Regions from separate parts of the Mus musculus genome. Here all the other regions are linked to region 1. The links are chromatin contacts, called in public Hi-C, HiChIP or PLAC-seq and promoter capture Hi-C maps. All regions are on one chromosome and are shown on one strand. Each heading gives the region's core, a stretch centred on a gene start, on an enhancer-like site or on the middle of the called end of the contact. The rest is flanking DNA. Distances are from core to core; before and after follow the strand shown.

The links. Promoter capture Hi-C pulls out the DNA fragments that hold promoters and counts their contacts. A called contact is a pair of places that touch in the nucleus more often than the background predicts. HiChIP or PLAC-seq counts read pairs in DNA pulled down with a chosen protein or histone mark.
Region 2: a promoter capture Hi-C map of cranial neural crest shows a contact between it and region 1. The contact joins the promoter of Zfp445 here to the promoter of Ss18l2 in region 1. A contact is called at or near these places in 1 of 39 promoter capture datasets (cranial neural crest) and 1 of 484 Hi-C or Micro-C datasets (B cells).
Region 3: a contact with region 1 is called in a promoter capture Hi-C map of pre-B cells, with 3 times the contacts expected there. The contact joins the promoter of 5830454E08Rik here to the promoter of Ss18l2 in region 1. A contact is called at or near these places in 11 of 39 promoter capture datasets (the 3T3-L1 cell line, 3T3-L1-derived adipocytes, the C10 cell line and 7 more), 7 of 484 Hi-C or Micro-C datasets (B cells, CD4 T cells, CD8 T cells and 2 more), 12 of 115 datasets of contacts at active chromatin or transcription factors (Th17 cells, astrocytes, embryonic forebrain and 5 more) and 1 of 9 other capture datasets (liver).
Region 4: an HNF4G HiChIP or PLAC-seq map of pancreatic cancer cells shows a contact between it and region 1. The contact joins the enhancer-like site here to the promoter of Ss18l2 in region 1. A contact is called at or near these places in 4 of 39 promoter capture datasets (the 3T3-L1 cell line, 3T3-L1-derived adipocytes, hematopoietic stem and progenitor cells and 1 more), 5 of 115 datasets of contacts at active chromatin or transcription factors (embryonic stem cells, extraembryonic endoderm stem cells, large pre-B cells and 1 more) and 1 of 9 other capture datasets (liver).
Region 5: a Hi-C map of B cells shows a contact between it and region 1, with 7 read pairs. The contact joins the promoter of Csrnp1 here to the promoter of Ss18l2 in region 1. A contact is called at or near these places in 6 of 39 promoter capture datasets (the C10 cell line, cranial neural crest, embryonic stem cells and 3 more), 2 of 484 Hi-C or Micro-C datasets (B cells and the G1E-ER4 cell line), 5 of 115 datasets of contacts at active chromatin or transcription factors (astrocytes, embryonic stem cells, large pre-B cells and 2 more) and 2 of 9 other capture datasets (adipose tissue and liver).

Annotation. Positions count from the first base shown.
Region 1 is chr9:121,709,049-121,711,748 of GRCm38.p6, forward strand. Ss18l2 (SS18, nBAF chromatin remodeling complex subunit like 2) reads left to right here and starts at 1,341. Exons shown (of 3, transcript NM_026794.2): 1 at 1,341-1,423; 2 at 1,591-1,667. The coding sequence starts at 1,355.
Region 2 is chr9:122,864,605-122,867,364 of GRCm38.p6, forward strand. It overlaps Zfp445 (zinc finger protein 445), which reads right to left and starts at 1,402. Exons shown (of 7, transcript NM_001359935.1): 1 at 1,310-1,402.
Region 3 is chr9:120,575,919-120,578,618 of GRCm38.p6, forward strand. It overlaps 5830454E08Rik (RIKEN cDNA 5830454E08 gene), which reads left to right and starts at 1,413. Exons shown (of 1, transcript NR_073359.1): 1 at 1,413-2,155.
Region 4 is chr9:120,592,497-120,595,196 of GRCm38.p6, forward strand. No RefSeq gene overlaps it. Among named protein-coding and RNA genes, the nearest start is that of Gm34323, 8.0 kb to the right of the region's middle. Within about 2 kb of position 1,410, at least 53 of the 459 cell types and tissues checked have an H3K27ac peak or open chromatin away from gene starts, as enhancers often do. A contact at or near this core is called in embryonic stem cells and pancreatic cancer cells, where this site is marked.
Region 5 is chr9:119,982,402-119,985,206 of GRCm38.p6, forward strand. Csrnp1 (cysteine-serine-rich nuclear protein 1) reads right to left here and starts at 1,378. Exons shown (of 5, transcript NM_001357562.1): 1 at 1,218-1,378. Gm33800 (a long non-coding RNA gene) reads left to right here and starts at 1,444. Exons shown (of 4, transcript XR_871355.3): 1 at 1,444-2,805.

The DNA.
Region 1 (2,700 bases), core at 91-2,590:
CTCTCCTTCCTCAAGTGTACATTTCTCTCACAGTATCCATCTCTTCTGGGCTGCTCACCCGCAGTCATCCTCTAACTGCTCTTCCTCGAACCCAACCTCCTTTCCACCTTCATCTTATCACTGCCAAGAAAGTTTTCAGGCATTACCAGTCTTCTGCCCAAGACCATCCGTAGTTCCCACTGCCTCCTGGAGAAAGTCCAGGATTGAGTCCTCCCAGCCCCCTGATATCCACACCTATACGCTGAGACTTCTTCCCCACCTCCCCCACACACACATCTGTGCCTATTTGACACCACCTCCTGCCGAAATCAGTCCTCCACTCTAAATGGGAATTACTGAGGGTAGAGTGGTACTAAGCAAGGTGTGCACCCTGCTCTTGATGACCCCACTCTGCCCATCCTGTCTTCTGTAGAATCTCTGGGAGGGACTGATGTGTGAACTTGAGAAGTAAGAATCTCTGAGTCCAACCCCACACAGACAGGTCACCCCAACTTCTCTTATTGGATCTTCATGCCTAGAATGAAGGGAAAGCTGCTGCCTTAAACACCTAAATGAGGGTGGGCAAACCCGTTCTAGGGCAGAGAAACAGAACTCCAGGGAGTTCTCTAGATCTTCCCTCTAAATGAAGGTGTAAGGTGATGGTCATCATTGGCAATAGGACTCGGGAAAATGCATCTATTTTCTGTTCTGTAAAGTGGAGAAAATGCTAGTACTTTTTAGGGTGGCAATAAGCAATACGACTTCATAGTAAATGTTTACTTCTGTGTTACACCTGTGTTTGCCACATGTATTTGAGTGCCTGTGCAGGCCCGAAGAGGGCATTAGATCTGCTGGAGCTTAAGTTACAGGTGGTTGTGAGCCACTCGAAATGGGGAGGTTGGGAATCAAACTCTGGTCCTCTGGAAGAGCAGGCAAGGGGGCTCTTAACCACTGACCCCGGCCTGATACGCTGGTTTTAAAATTTTTTTATTGCCTAGAAAGAATCTAGACACACTCATGTATCTTTCAGGATAAGAGAACAGCTAATATCAGTGCTTTCCGGTTTGATCTGACTGGAAGGAGCCTCTCAGTTCCCACTGTACTAGAACTAGAAGGGTTTGGGACAGGAGAGCCAGGCTGAGAAACCAGCCAGCTCTTGGCCATCAATCATCAGCAAAGTCCCGCCCCCAGAGTAGCGTCATAGACTCTGCAAGAGCAAGCAAGAGCTTGCTCGCGCGTCCAATCACAGGTGACGCCCCCGCGTCGCACCCAATCAGCGTCGAGTCTCTAACACCCCCGCCTCCACGCGGGGCGGTGTAGGCTTGCGTCAGCAGCGCGCGACTCGGGGGCTCCCGAGCTTTTTTTTTTTTGCAGCATGTCTGTCATCTTCGCTCCTGACTGGCTACGCGGCAAAGCCAAGGTCAATCAAGAGACAATCCAGCGGGTGAGCGACCGAGAGCCGGAGATTTGGTGCAGGAGCTTCCTGCAGGGGCCGGACCGTGGTGGGGACAGCCTGTGGGCCGGGGAAGGAATGGGAGCAGGGTCAGCTCGGCGCCTGCCCCGGACCTCCAGCTGAGAGCCCCCTGCATTTCTTCCTCGCCCGTCTTTCAGCTCCTGGAGGAGAATGACCAGCTGATCCGCTGTATCGTGGAGTATCAGAATAAGGGCCGAGCGAACGAGTGCGTCCAGTAAGTGCCACTGGGGACGCGCGGCAGCCTTGGGTGACAAACCGACGAGAAAGGGGAGGTGCGGAAGAGGTTACTTGGCTTGAGTGGTGCTGCATGCCTGTAATCTTTGCACTGGGCAGGTTGCGGCCGGAGGATGGCCTGTGCTCCGCCCTCTAAAGGTTATTTACTTACTACTCAAATCCATATTGACAGTTTATGGTAAGAACCTGGAGTTAGTCAGGGTTTCACACAAAGCCCTGTCAGCTGGTGACAGAGGAAAGTGTCTCAAAGCTAGGCTCCGTGAGAGCCTTGGTCTCTTTATTCGTGGATTTCACTTCCATCCCCCAAAAGTAATCAGGCCATTTTGTTAACCAGCACTCAGTCAGTCTGTGGGAGATACGACCAAAAAAGGGATTTCTACGTTAAACCAGATGTCGGAATGGGAAGAAACAGAATCTGAGACCCTTTTCTAAATTTGGTCCAAGAACTAGGTCCCATTTCTTATAGACAATGCGGTATCGTTACTTAAGTATTTTTAACACCCCCCCCCTTGCCTCTTAAAAAGTCACTTACAACCATTCTCTAAGCATCTTAATGGAACAGCAGAATTGCCATTTTGCGGTGTTTATGTTTGACTCCAGCATTTGAGGTTTGCCTTTTTACATTTTAAACACGTTCTCATGTTTAGAAAATGCCTGCAGACATGCTTTTTGGTATACTGACTCTTGTGCAAAGATACAAAGGTCCTACAAATTTATTCTGTTTCTTCACATTGTGAAGGTCGAACTTCTCAAGTCTAATGACTTCCTGAATGGGCAGCAATTGACAGTGGCTATGTCATGTGCTTACTTTGGTCATACAAGGGCCTCCTTTATTCTAATCCCCCCCACCCCCCACAAATGCACAAAGGTTTCCCTGTGTAGCCCTGGCTGTCCCAGTACTTGCTCTGTAGTCCAGGTTGACTGTGAAGTCAGAAATTCCCACTGCCTCTGCCTCCCATGTGCTGGGACTAAGATGTACCACCACACCCAGCAGTGGTACTACAGACAAGGAG
Region 2 (2,760 bases), core at 152-2,651, 1.2 Mb after region 1:
CACCAGGTACACACATGGCATATAGGCACATACAGTGAAACATTTACATAACAAAATCATTTATTTGTTTTATTTTATTTTTGTCAAGGTCTTAAGTATGGCTATGCTTGGTAATGAACAGTACTACCCAGGAAAGTTAGGCAGGAACAGCCTATAGGATGGACCACTGAGTAAAGTTATCTAGTGTCAAGACTGTGTAGTTCAGTTGAACCTGAGTTCAATCGCAAGAGCCAACACAGCAGCAGGAAAGACACCCACAAGTTGTCTTCTAATCCCCACAGGTACACTGCCACACATATACATGCACTCAAACAAAAATAAGATGTAGGGCCAAGTGTGGCAGCACACACCTTTAACCCCAGCACTGAGGAAGTAGAAATAGGTGGATTTCTATGAGTTCTATGCCAGTCTGCCCACATGTTTGATGTATGAGTTCCAGGCTAATATAAGAGGGGGAGGTTAGGGAAGCCCAAACCAACAATTGCATTGTACCGGGGCAGAACCGGTGACAGAAGTTTCAAAGTTTCTATAACATAGGTTTCCAAAGCTTAGATAATTAGAACAATGGACTTTCTGAAGCTGTATTAAGAATGAAGCACTGCTGGGCTGGAGAGCCAGAAAATGAAGCTCACGAAATGAAGTCACCTAAAGCTAAATGGGTTCCCCCATCAGTTCACTTTCTTGCTTTATTTATTTATTTATTTAAATCATTTTACTCTCAAGCAACTCGGACATTACAAAATACTCCTTGAACACTAGAAGACACACACACACACACAAATATATAATATATATATAAATAAGGTTGGGACTGTGAGCACGTTTCAGCTTTCAAGTGCGTTATCAAAGCTGAATTTCAAACGTGCCCTCTCAGCTTAGAAAACATTTCTACCTTTATTACTTTTAAAATTTGAGAGAAGGGCTCATTAAATTGCCCAAGCTCCCGGTCTTTCTGCCTCCGCTTCCTCAGTAGCGGGGATTACAGGCCGGAGCTATCACACCAAGCTGTTCGAAGCTTTTTTTAAAATCTCAAACATTTTACATCACAACCGCAGGGCTTTTTTTTTTTTTTTAATTTTTATGTTTTTAAGGCAATAGCATAACCGACCCACACAGTCAAACATGGACCTACGTGTGGAGTTTGTCAAGAATACCGAGAGTCATAATGGCGGACACCGGACTGCTGGACAACACCGCTCCGATCGTCCCGCTCCCCGCAGAACCGCCCTGGGCCGTGACGCCGCCCGGGCCAGGTCACCGCAACTGTGCCCCGCCGCCCGCTCCTGCACCCGACCTCCCAGCCGCTCACCGACTCACGCCGGAGCACTCAGCATTCTTCCTAATGGCTGTTCGCTCCCAGGGCCCACTTCCTCCGCGGGCCTCTCTGCGAGAGCGGAAGTACGCTTCTGAGGTCTATCTAGGAAGCCCGGAGGAATGCCATCTCAGCTGCTCTCCGCCCAAATGCCTCCCTGGCGCCTTTGATGTCTAGGCACTGGCTTGGCAGTAAGGCTGAAGGTCTAACTTCCATGTCCTGTCCGCTGTGTCTGGAGATAATGTAAAACCCTAATCCTCCGTCAGAGGTTCACATTTGGACCCTACCTGGGACTTCCTAGAGGGTCATTCTGAGAATTATTTTACTCAAGAAAGTTCCTGTGGGTGGAGAATGAAACTTGGCATAGCCTTCACCCTCGGCAGAAGTGAGAGGCTGTAAGGAAGGCGTGTGACTGGAAAAAAATCCTTAGGGTCCCTCAGTAAGAAGAGCATTATCTAGATGAGTGGTATGGAAGGGACACTGTTGAGAAGCAGCCTCTTATCTCCCTGTGTATTGAGTAAAGGTTAAACGATCTGAGACTGGTGCAGGAACTACACCAGGGCACTAACAGGCCCAAATGGCAAACATGGCACTAGCAGGTCTTGCTCTCCCCCTTCACTCTTCCTACCTAAACTGTAAGACCATGACCTTCGGTCAGTGGTACTTACTTTGTGACATTCTCTAGTGAGACACCAAAATACAGATTGATGCAAAAGCAAGAGGTTTACTTTCCGGCACGAAGGATCGACCTTCAATTAGTCCCTCAAGTCAAGCGACTAGAAGGCGAACCCGAATGGCTATTACAAGCAGTTTTTATACATTCAGGTAATTCCTCCCGCTGTGTCTCTAGGGTAGGGATATCCCAGGAATCAAAGACAAGGTCCAACCACCAGGTATAAGGCAGGTGTTCCTCTGTAGTGGACCAAGCCACATCCCCAGTGGCTGGAAGTACTTGCCAAGTCACTTTGGTAGGGTTGGGTGGGGTGCTGAGGCTCAGCACGAGAAGAAAGATACACCACAGCCATCTCATGGTTTCTTTGGCCTTGCGGGTGATCTCCAACTTGGTAATTGTGTGGAATCTCTGAGGTACCTCCGTTAATCAGGGCACTAAGTTTAGTGTCACAGTTCCTGGTGGCTGATCGGGAAAGCTTGCAATCGAGCCATAAGATCTGTGTCAGCTTGAAAAGTCACTCTGGGGTTGGGGGAGCATTAAGAGCCAGGGTCAAGGGAGTGGAGGTCCCATACAGGATCTCAAAGGGAGTTAGATAGAAATGATAGGGAGTATTTCTGGCCCTAAACAATGCCATGGGAAGGAGCAACACCCCGTCTGTACCAGTCTCTACCAACAGTTTGGTTAAGGTCTCCTTCAGGGTCTGATTCATCCTTTCTACCTGCCCTGACCTTTGGGGACAGTATGCACAATGGAATTTCCGATCTGTGCCCAGTAA
Region 3 (2,700 bases), core at 163-2,662, 1.1 Mb before region 1:
TCTGCAACAGAGCCCATATCTAGGTATACTCAGGTTGGCTGCTGGCAGGAGGGCCAAGTCCTTTTGCACTGAAATGCTGGTGGTTAAGAACTTAGCACCTGGAACTGGCTTTACTGGTATAGCCTGAGGTAAGGGGACAGGGGAGGAGGGGACTGAAATCAAGGACAACAGTGCCTGGGAGCCAGCAGTTTCAAAAGCATGGTTACTTCAGTGAGGTATTTGGTGATTGGTTTTCAGGGGTATTTATGAAGGATTTCTTAGCGTTGGGACTGCTGTGGACTTGATAACTTTCAGGAAACAAGGTCTCACTTTGCTTTTCTGGCTTCTGAGCTCCAGGGGCCTGACTGACTTTCTTCTTTCTTTCTTCCTTTCTTTCTTTCTGCCTGTCTGTCTGTCTGTCTGTCTGTCTTTTGTTTTCGAGACAGGGTTTCTCTGTATAGCCCTTGCTGTCCTGGAACTCACTTTGTAGAACAGGCTGGCCTCAACTCAGAAATCTGCCTGCCTCTGCCTCCCAAGTGCTGTGATTAAAGGCGTGCACCACCATTGTCCGCCTCCAGGGGACTTCATGCTTTAGCCTCCAGCATAGGCCATCAACCACCACACACCTTGAACATTGTCTGAGGTAGGGCTTCTGGTTCCTGTCTAGGCCTTTGTAGTGCTAGCATTACAGATAAGTACCATCGTGTCCAGTAAGAAATAAGCTTTTCCTACCTTATCATTTTTACTGCTTTACCATTTTAAAGTTTGGGGTTTTATGCAAATGAGTTTTGCCAGCATATTAGGTCTGTGCCTCATTGTGGTGTCTGAGAATGTTGGGTCCCTTAGAATAGGATTGTGAGCCACCATATGGCTGTTAGAATTGAGTCTTGGCCCTTTGCAAGAGCAACAGGTGTTATTAACTGCTGAGTCTATGAAAATACTTTTCAGGATGATTTGTGTCTTTGTGGGTATATGCTGTGAGTGCAGGGTCAGGCAGTCCAGAAGAGGCCGTTAGATTTCTGGTGCTCAGTTGAGCCACCTGGTGCTGAGAAGTGACCGGCTAAGCTAATTTTCCGGCCGTATCAGCATGAGAAACTGCACACTGATGTCCAATCTTTATTTGTGGGGGTGTGATTTTTTTTTTTTCCCCAATCAATGTTGCTATTTAAAATTGGTACCAGAGAGATCGCTCAAGCGAATTTGTATAATTTCTGCCCGGAGCGGGCAACGCTTACCACCTGCTGCCCAGATGCGCACGCACCCAAACGTCTCAAAGCGCACCTCTCAGATCTTCAGAGCAGATGCGCGGGAGTCTGCGCAAGTGCGCAGGCGCCCTGAGCCACATCAAACCCCTCCTACTCCGCTGGACCGACAAGTGGTGGGGCGGTGTTATCACCGAGATGAGGCCTCCGGAACTCCTAGAGCGGCCGGAGTGCGCTCGCGCTTCCGGGTCGGGGCTTGGCCCTGTAGATAGTTCGGGCGAGTCGGACGTTGACTTACTGCGCCCGGTGCTGGGTCAGAAGTGCAACCTTCCTTCAGCGTTCCCAGCCTGCCACGAGTGGACAATCCGATGTTGCCCCCCCCTCCGTGCCCAGGGACGCATTGGGCCCCAGGAGGCGTCCCCGGGGCGCGGAGCATCATTTCTGTCCCCTCGCCGTCAGACACTCGTGCCTTGTAAGCGCGCAGTCTGCAGAGTGGAGACCTGCGTGGGAGGCAGGAAGACTTTGGATGGGGATGTCCGAGGAGGTTGGGGTGTCACAGTGGGAGATACGGAACCCACGCACCACAGGAGGCTATATTGGGAGTGGTGAGGCTTACGTTGCAGATGCTAGTGGAAGAAAGGAGAACCATGCCAGAACATCCCGTGAGTGTCTGCAAACGAGAGTCACCTGCTGAAGTTAGGAAGTTCATTATTGAGCTGGTTCTGGTGTCCGTTGCTAGTAGGATATGCTGAAGAGGCAGAAGCAGGAATATCAGGAGTTGAGGCCAGCCTGGGTTACACCTTGTGTTGGAGTACCTTCTGCTCTTCCAGAGGAACAAAGTTTGGTTCCCAGAGTCCCTGCGGAGTATTTCACAACCTCCTATCACTCCAGGTTCTTCCAGGGATCTCTGGGAGTACCTGAGTTTGTGTGGCGGACATTGACCACATTCATCCATTAAAACAAACTAAAACGTGTTGAAGAGTTTGCTTCATTCATTGTGGTCGTATTGTCAAGAGACCAGTATTCAGTGTGCGAATTTTCTTTCACTTCCCATACACTTATTTGTGTGTGTATACAGACGTGTGTGCCACAGAGGGTGTGTGGAGGTCACATGACTACCTTCAAGCATCAACTCTTCCACCGTGTGGGTTCAAGAGATGGAACCCAGGTAGTCAGGCTATGCAGCAAGTAACTTTACTCACTGAACCTTCTGGAGGAGGGGAGGGGCTGAGAACGAGGTTTGCTGTGACCTGAGGCTTGTGAGTGCCTTCCACAGACACTTTTGAGAGTTGAGTCTTCTTTTTTGAACTCTTGTCATGCGAACACACACACCATGTTTACACCTGAGGTGGCCTCGTTACCACACGGGTGGAAAAACCTTGGACTTGTTACGCACTTGATTTAAATCAGTTTTTTGGTCACTAAACTCAGAAGATGTTTGCTGTTGCTTTTGTGACTCACATTTAGTTCTGTGACTCCATTGGGGTCAGACCCATAGTTATAAAGATGTTCTTTCTAG
Region 4 (2,700 bases), core at 160-2,659, 1.1 Mb before region 1:
GTGTGTTGTGATAGAACTGGTGGTGGTCCAGTGTGGATACAGGGGCATGGGATTTCATTCCTCTTAGATAAAGGTCTAAAGGGTGGAATGGTGGCTTGGCATGGTGAGTATACTTTTCCACGTGCTCAGTGACATTCTCACATTCCATCTGGGGGTGTGAAGGTTGCCCTGGTCCATCAGCCTGCATCTCTGATCTTTTTTTTTTTTTTAATAGAATACCTTTTACTTATTTTTCAATAACTACACACATGTAAACAATGTATATTGGTCATATACACCCCTAACCATCCTCTCCATTCTTCCCTCCCCTGGACACTCCAATTCACTACCTCCCACTTTTTCTTCCAACCTCCTCTCTCTGTGTCTGTCTGTCTGTCTCTCTTCTCTCTCTGTCTCCACTGAGGCTAACTGGTGCTGCCCAGTGGAGTGTCCACTGATCCCCTTGGCTTGCTCTTGGTCAATAGCCACAGCTGTAGTGTGTTCATGGGTGTAGTGTCAAGTCCAGAGGACAACCCTCCTCCCATCTTTCCTCCCATCCCTCCTCCCATCCCTCCTCCCATTCCTCCTCCCCATCCTCCAGCTCTTACATTCTTTTTTTATTTTATCTTCTTCAATTTTATTTTATTTTGAGACAGGCTATCACTGTGTAGCCTGCCTGGCCAAGAACTTGCTGTATAGAAGACTGGCCTGAAACAGAGATTTGCCATCACACCAGGCAGCTCCTACACTCTTTGTGCCTCCTCCTACAGCCAGCCATTGGCAGAAAGTCCCATGTAGGGCTAGCCCTCAACACTCGCTTACTCTCAGCACATGGGCAGCTGTGAGTCTCCGCATTAAGTGCTCAGCACAGCACATCGAAGCTGCTTCTGGCCAAGGCAGAGGCAGCACCCATCTAGAGTATAAAACAAGCGTTTAGAAGGCCATGTAGCTTAGTAAAACAACAGCAGGCGGTTCCCCTCCATGGCTTGTGACACCCTGGAGTCTCTGACCGTTGACCAGGCCACAACACCAGGCCTGGGCCCCCTCCTGTGCAGAGGCCTCAGATCCAGCAGAGCAGCTACATTGTTCCCAGGGCTTTTTGACTTTCTTTTCTGATGGCTGGAACTGTATCTCACTGTGGTTTTTAATTTGCATTCACTTGATGACTAATGAGGGATAAACCTGTTTGAACCAGTTGTACAACCTGTTCAGAGTTTTGTTTTGCTTCCAAGAGAATTACGTCTTGTTTGTTGGTTTAATTGTGTGTCCTTGTTACCCTTGTAATTTGAGAAATATAGATGAAAAGGCAGGATTCCTGTCTTGAGGGAAATTCACAGAACAATCAACATGTCAACATAGTATTATATGTGAAATACAAAAGGGGGGTAGAGGACAGGGCGGAAGTGCGATGCTGGCAGGGGAGTCATTCAGAGTCTTCTTTGCTGACTCACGCAGTCGGTTGCACATGCTGCTGAGGAATAAACTAGAAGGGCACAGATTCCATTCTCTTAGGATTCGTTTCTTAAATCATGTGTGCATGTGTGCACACACATGTGCATACTTTCTATGAATGTGTGCACACACATATGCATGCTTTCTGTGAATGTGTGCACACACATGCATGCTTTCTATTCATGTGTGTGTGTGTGTGTGTGTGTGTGTGTGTGTGTGTGTGTGTAGACACAGGCATGCGTTCGTGCAGGGCACTGATCCCTGGAGCCAGAGTTACAGAGTTGAGTTGTAGGCAGTGGCTTCTGCTGCTGACTTGTATACTGTAAGCTAGCAGTCCAGTGAGCTTTTGGGTGATTCTCCAGTCTCTGCCTTCTATCTCACCAAGGAGGCATGCTTGACTTACAGATGTATGCTAACACACCTGGCTTAAATTCCCCCCAATCCCCATATCCCCACTGAGGCAGCGGTTCTCCATGTAGCCCTGGCTGTCCTGGAACTTACTTTGTAGACCAGGCTGACCTGGAACAGAGATCCATCTGCCCCTTCCTCCTGAGTGTTGGGATTAAAGGTGTGCACCACCACGCCTGGCTTGCTTTGGGTGTGTGTGGGGGTGGGAGGGTGGGGGGTGGTAAGGATTGAATTTAGATTCTCACATCGAAGGCTTTAGCCTGCTGAGCTATCTCTTGGCTCCAGATCTTTTGATTTTAAACTTAATGCTTTGTACACTGCCCATGGTTATCCCAAACACACCCTTAACACTACGTCTTCGTTACTCACTGTCTCTCCTGGTGCTTCCTTTCATGTGTGAAGCCGAAGGCCCCTTATTCATTTTTCATAAGCAGAAGTCAGGCATCTCATCTAAAAAGAATGCATTCATTCCACACGTCTGTTTACTTATACACAGATGTGTATTTTCAATTTCTTCCTTTCCGGTTCAGGAAGCTGCTGGTAATAAATTTTCATTAAAGTGGTACAAGATCGGAAAGTGAAATAAGCCCCAGCACATTTTCCTAAGTAATCAACAGAATCCCAAAGTGAGAGCCAATTATAACCCTCAGGATCCGCCCCCGCTCATTCAAATGCAGTTATCACAGGGTAGAGCCCAGTGGGGGGCTGCCCACTTCCCCTCAGCTTTTTTTTCACCCCCTTTCTCCAGCTCCAACATCTGAACAATCAGTCCTTCAGCCTCCCAACCTAAGACTTGAGACTTTGTGTCTTGTGTTGATTAAGAAGATGCCAGTCAGGACGAAGTCAGACATGGATGTGTGA
Region 5 (2,805 bases), core at 128-2,627, 1.7 Mb before region 1:
TTGGGGGGGGGGGGTCACACTGCATGGTACAGGGACTGGAGCAAGGACAGCCAGTGCGCCTTCTGGTGGCGATGCAACTAAGAGGGCCTGTGTTAGCCCGAGGGCACAGGAAGCCACCCAAGTGCGTAAGTAAGGACTGACAATTCTAGATTTGCATGGTTGAAAGATGGCTCAGCGCCTGAGCCAGAGAGGGTGTGACCCGTAGGACACAGGGTAGGGCCAGGTGAACTGACAGGACAAGCGCAAAGGAGAAAAGGGGGTGGATTTGGTGACAGCTCGGGAGATGTGGGCGGGGCTGTCAAAGATTTGGGGGCAGAGAGTATTGACTTACTCTCTGCAGAAGGCTGAGACTTCGGTCCAGAGATGTTGGGTGGGTAGCTAGAGAGGAGGGAGGAATTCTCTGTTGTCAGGAAGGTGGGCTACATCTGGGAGTGACTGTATCGGCAACCCGAGTGACTAAGTGTGTGGCCGTTGCTGTGGTGTAGGCTTTTCTACAGTACATGAAGGCGAAAGGACCTCCGGGAAGGGGAAACTGAGGAAGGAGAGGAAATGCATGCAGAAGAGGGAGTAGAGGTGCGTGGGAGAGAGCCTACGTGTGCCCGCGGGTGGTCGGTGTAGCTGCGCCCCGGTGACTCACGGCAGTGGCCTCTGAGTGTGACGGTGACAGGTGAACATACGACACAATCCTTCTCCCCCCCGCCTCCCTCCCGGGGTCCGTGACTCACCAAGCCTCGCTCATTCCTCACTCATCCCTCCAAACCCTCCCTGACCCCCGCCTGCCGAGGGCGCCCGGCACACGCCGCAGCTCGGGCACCCTCCCCCTAGGGAGCCCGAGGAGGAAGACGACCAATGTCACCTGCCCCGGCCACGCGAGTAACTTCTGAAAAGTTCTCAGGCAACTAGGTCAAAAGGAAACTCACCCGCGGGCACGCGCGCCCCGTCCCACTGCCACCTGCGCCCGGCTTTGGGGCGCCTGGACATCTGGGGTAACCACAACGAGGCGGGGGAGGGGAAGCCTGCCCCCCCCCCGCCACCTCGCAGCCGTGGGCTCTCACTCCAGGCGCCAGATCTCCAGTCGGGCTCGGAGGCCGGATCCCGGCGTCCCCTCCGGAGGACCCAAGGGAGATCAGCGGGGAGCTGGAGTGACAGCGCCACTCACCCGAGACGCCCCCTGCCCCATTTCCCATCCCGCCGCGTTCAGGAACCGTGGCACTCACCTAAGCTAGCAGGGCTCGCCCAGTTCACCGAAGCCACTCGTGTGCCGGCCCCAGGGTCGCAGCGCACACAGCGACCCGCAGTGCGCTCGGCCGGGCGGCCGTCGGTGCAGCCGGCCCAGGTCTGCGCGTCCGGCGGCGGCGGGAGAGACTGGCTCAGCCCCGGCCCCGCCCGCGGCTCCGCCCTCCTCGTCAGTGGAAAACTCCGGGGCTCACGGCGCTGACGCACGCCGGGCCTCCCGCCAGGCCGCCCCGCAGCCCGCAGCCTTCGGCCCCGCCCCGGAGGCACCGCCCCCTCCCCCGCCTCGAGCCTCCCCGCGGACTGTGACCGGGCCGCGACGCCGCTGCTCCGCGCTCGGCTCCTAAGATCGCGGAGCCGAGCTTCGTGCAGAGCCGGGTCCTAGAGATGCCCGCTTCTCCACGCCGAGCAGTCCCGAGCTGCAGACTGGGTAGACTGAGGCTGCGAGCGATGGAAGCTCCTCCCCTGCCTCCACCCGCCCAGGGCAGATTATTATCAATTCAATCTGAGGACCCTTCCCCGGCCCTCACCCCACCTCTTTTTCCCAGATCCCGCAGAAAGTTAGCTCAGACTGGAGACCAGCCAGGGATGAGGAGAGAAGAAAAGGTCATCCTAGGGCCTGGCCTTCACCTCTGCCCTCGGGCCAGAGCCCTTACTCCGAACAATACCTAAAGTAGAGATTGCTGGAACCAGCTTCCCCACCCCCATCCCTCCTTAAAAAAAAAAAAAAAAAGAATCTGGTTTCTCCTAGGCCGGACCCTGGCTACTTACAGCGGATTGCTGCCTCCTCTGCTCCCGCCAAGACCTTCCTTAGGCTCGCAGCCAACTCCCTGTACTACTAGGCAGAAGAAAGTGTGTTCTAGCAGTCAACTTCTCTCTCAGGAGCCCACCCGAGTCCTCGTCAGCCCACGGCAGGGCCAGTTCGACCCAGTACCTAGAGCGCTTTTCTCTCCCGTTCTGACTGCACCGCCTGGAACGTTTCACCCTCACTCTGCTCACCTGAGGGAATCCCAACAACGTCTAGGATGGCTCAGCAAGGACTGCCTCCTCCTCCTGGAAGCCTTCGTGGAAGCTCGACCCTCCCCCTCCCAGCCCCGCTCCCGCTGCATTCTGGGTTCTTCTGACTGTCCTAGATGAATGCTGTCAGTGGCTAGTCCAACCCTCAGGATTCCATTCTCCCCTCCCCCGGGTGTAGTAGGGAGGTGACCTTCTGTCCTGCCTAAATGGCACCGAGGGTGGGGAGGATGACGGGCCCTTTCTTCAGTCTTCAGTCCTGGATGTACATGTGTACAGAGGACAAGCAGAGTGGGGGTGGGGGAGTCAGCCTGCCCTTTATCTGTGGTAATCTGGGGTCTGAGATCCTCAACACACAGCTTTGGTACACAGAAGCTGCCGGGTGGCTGAGTCTGCTCAGGAAATAGTCTACAGGGCTAGCTGAAGAAGCATGTAGCTCAATGGTAGGGCACTTTCTCAGCATGTGAAAAGCTCTAAGTTTAAACCCCATTTTGAGAACAAAACATGGCAGATCCGTGGTGGTGCAGGCCTTTAACTCCAGCATTCAGGAGGCAGAGG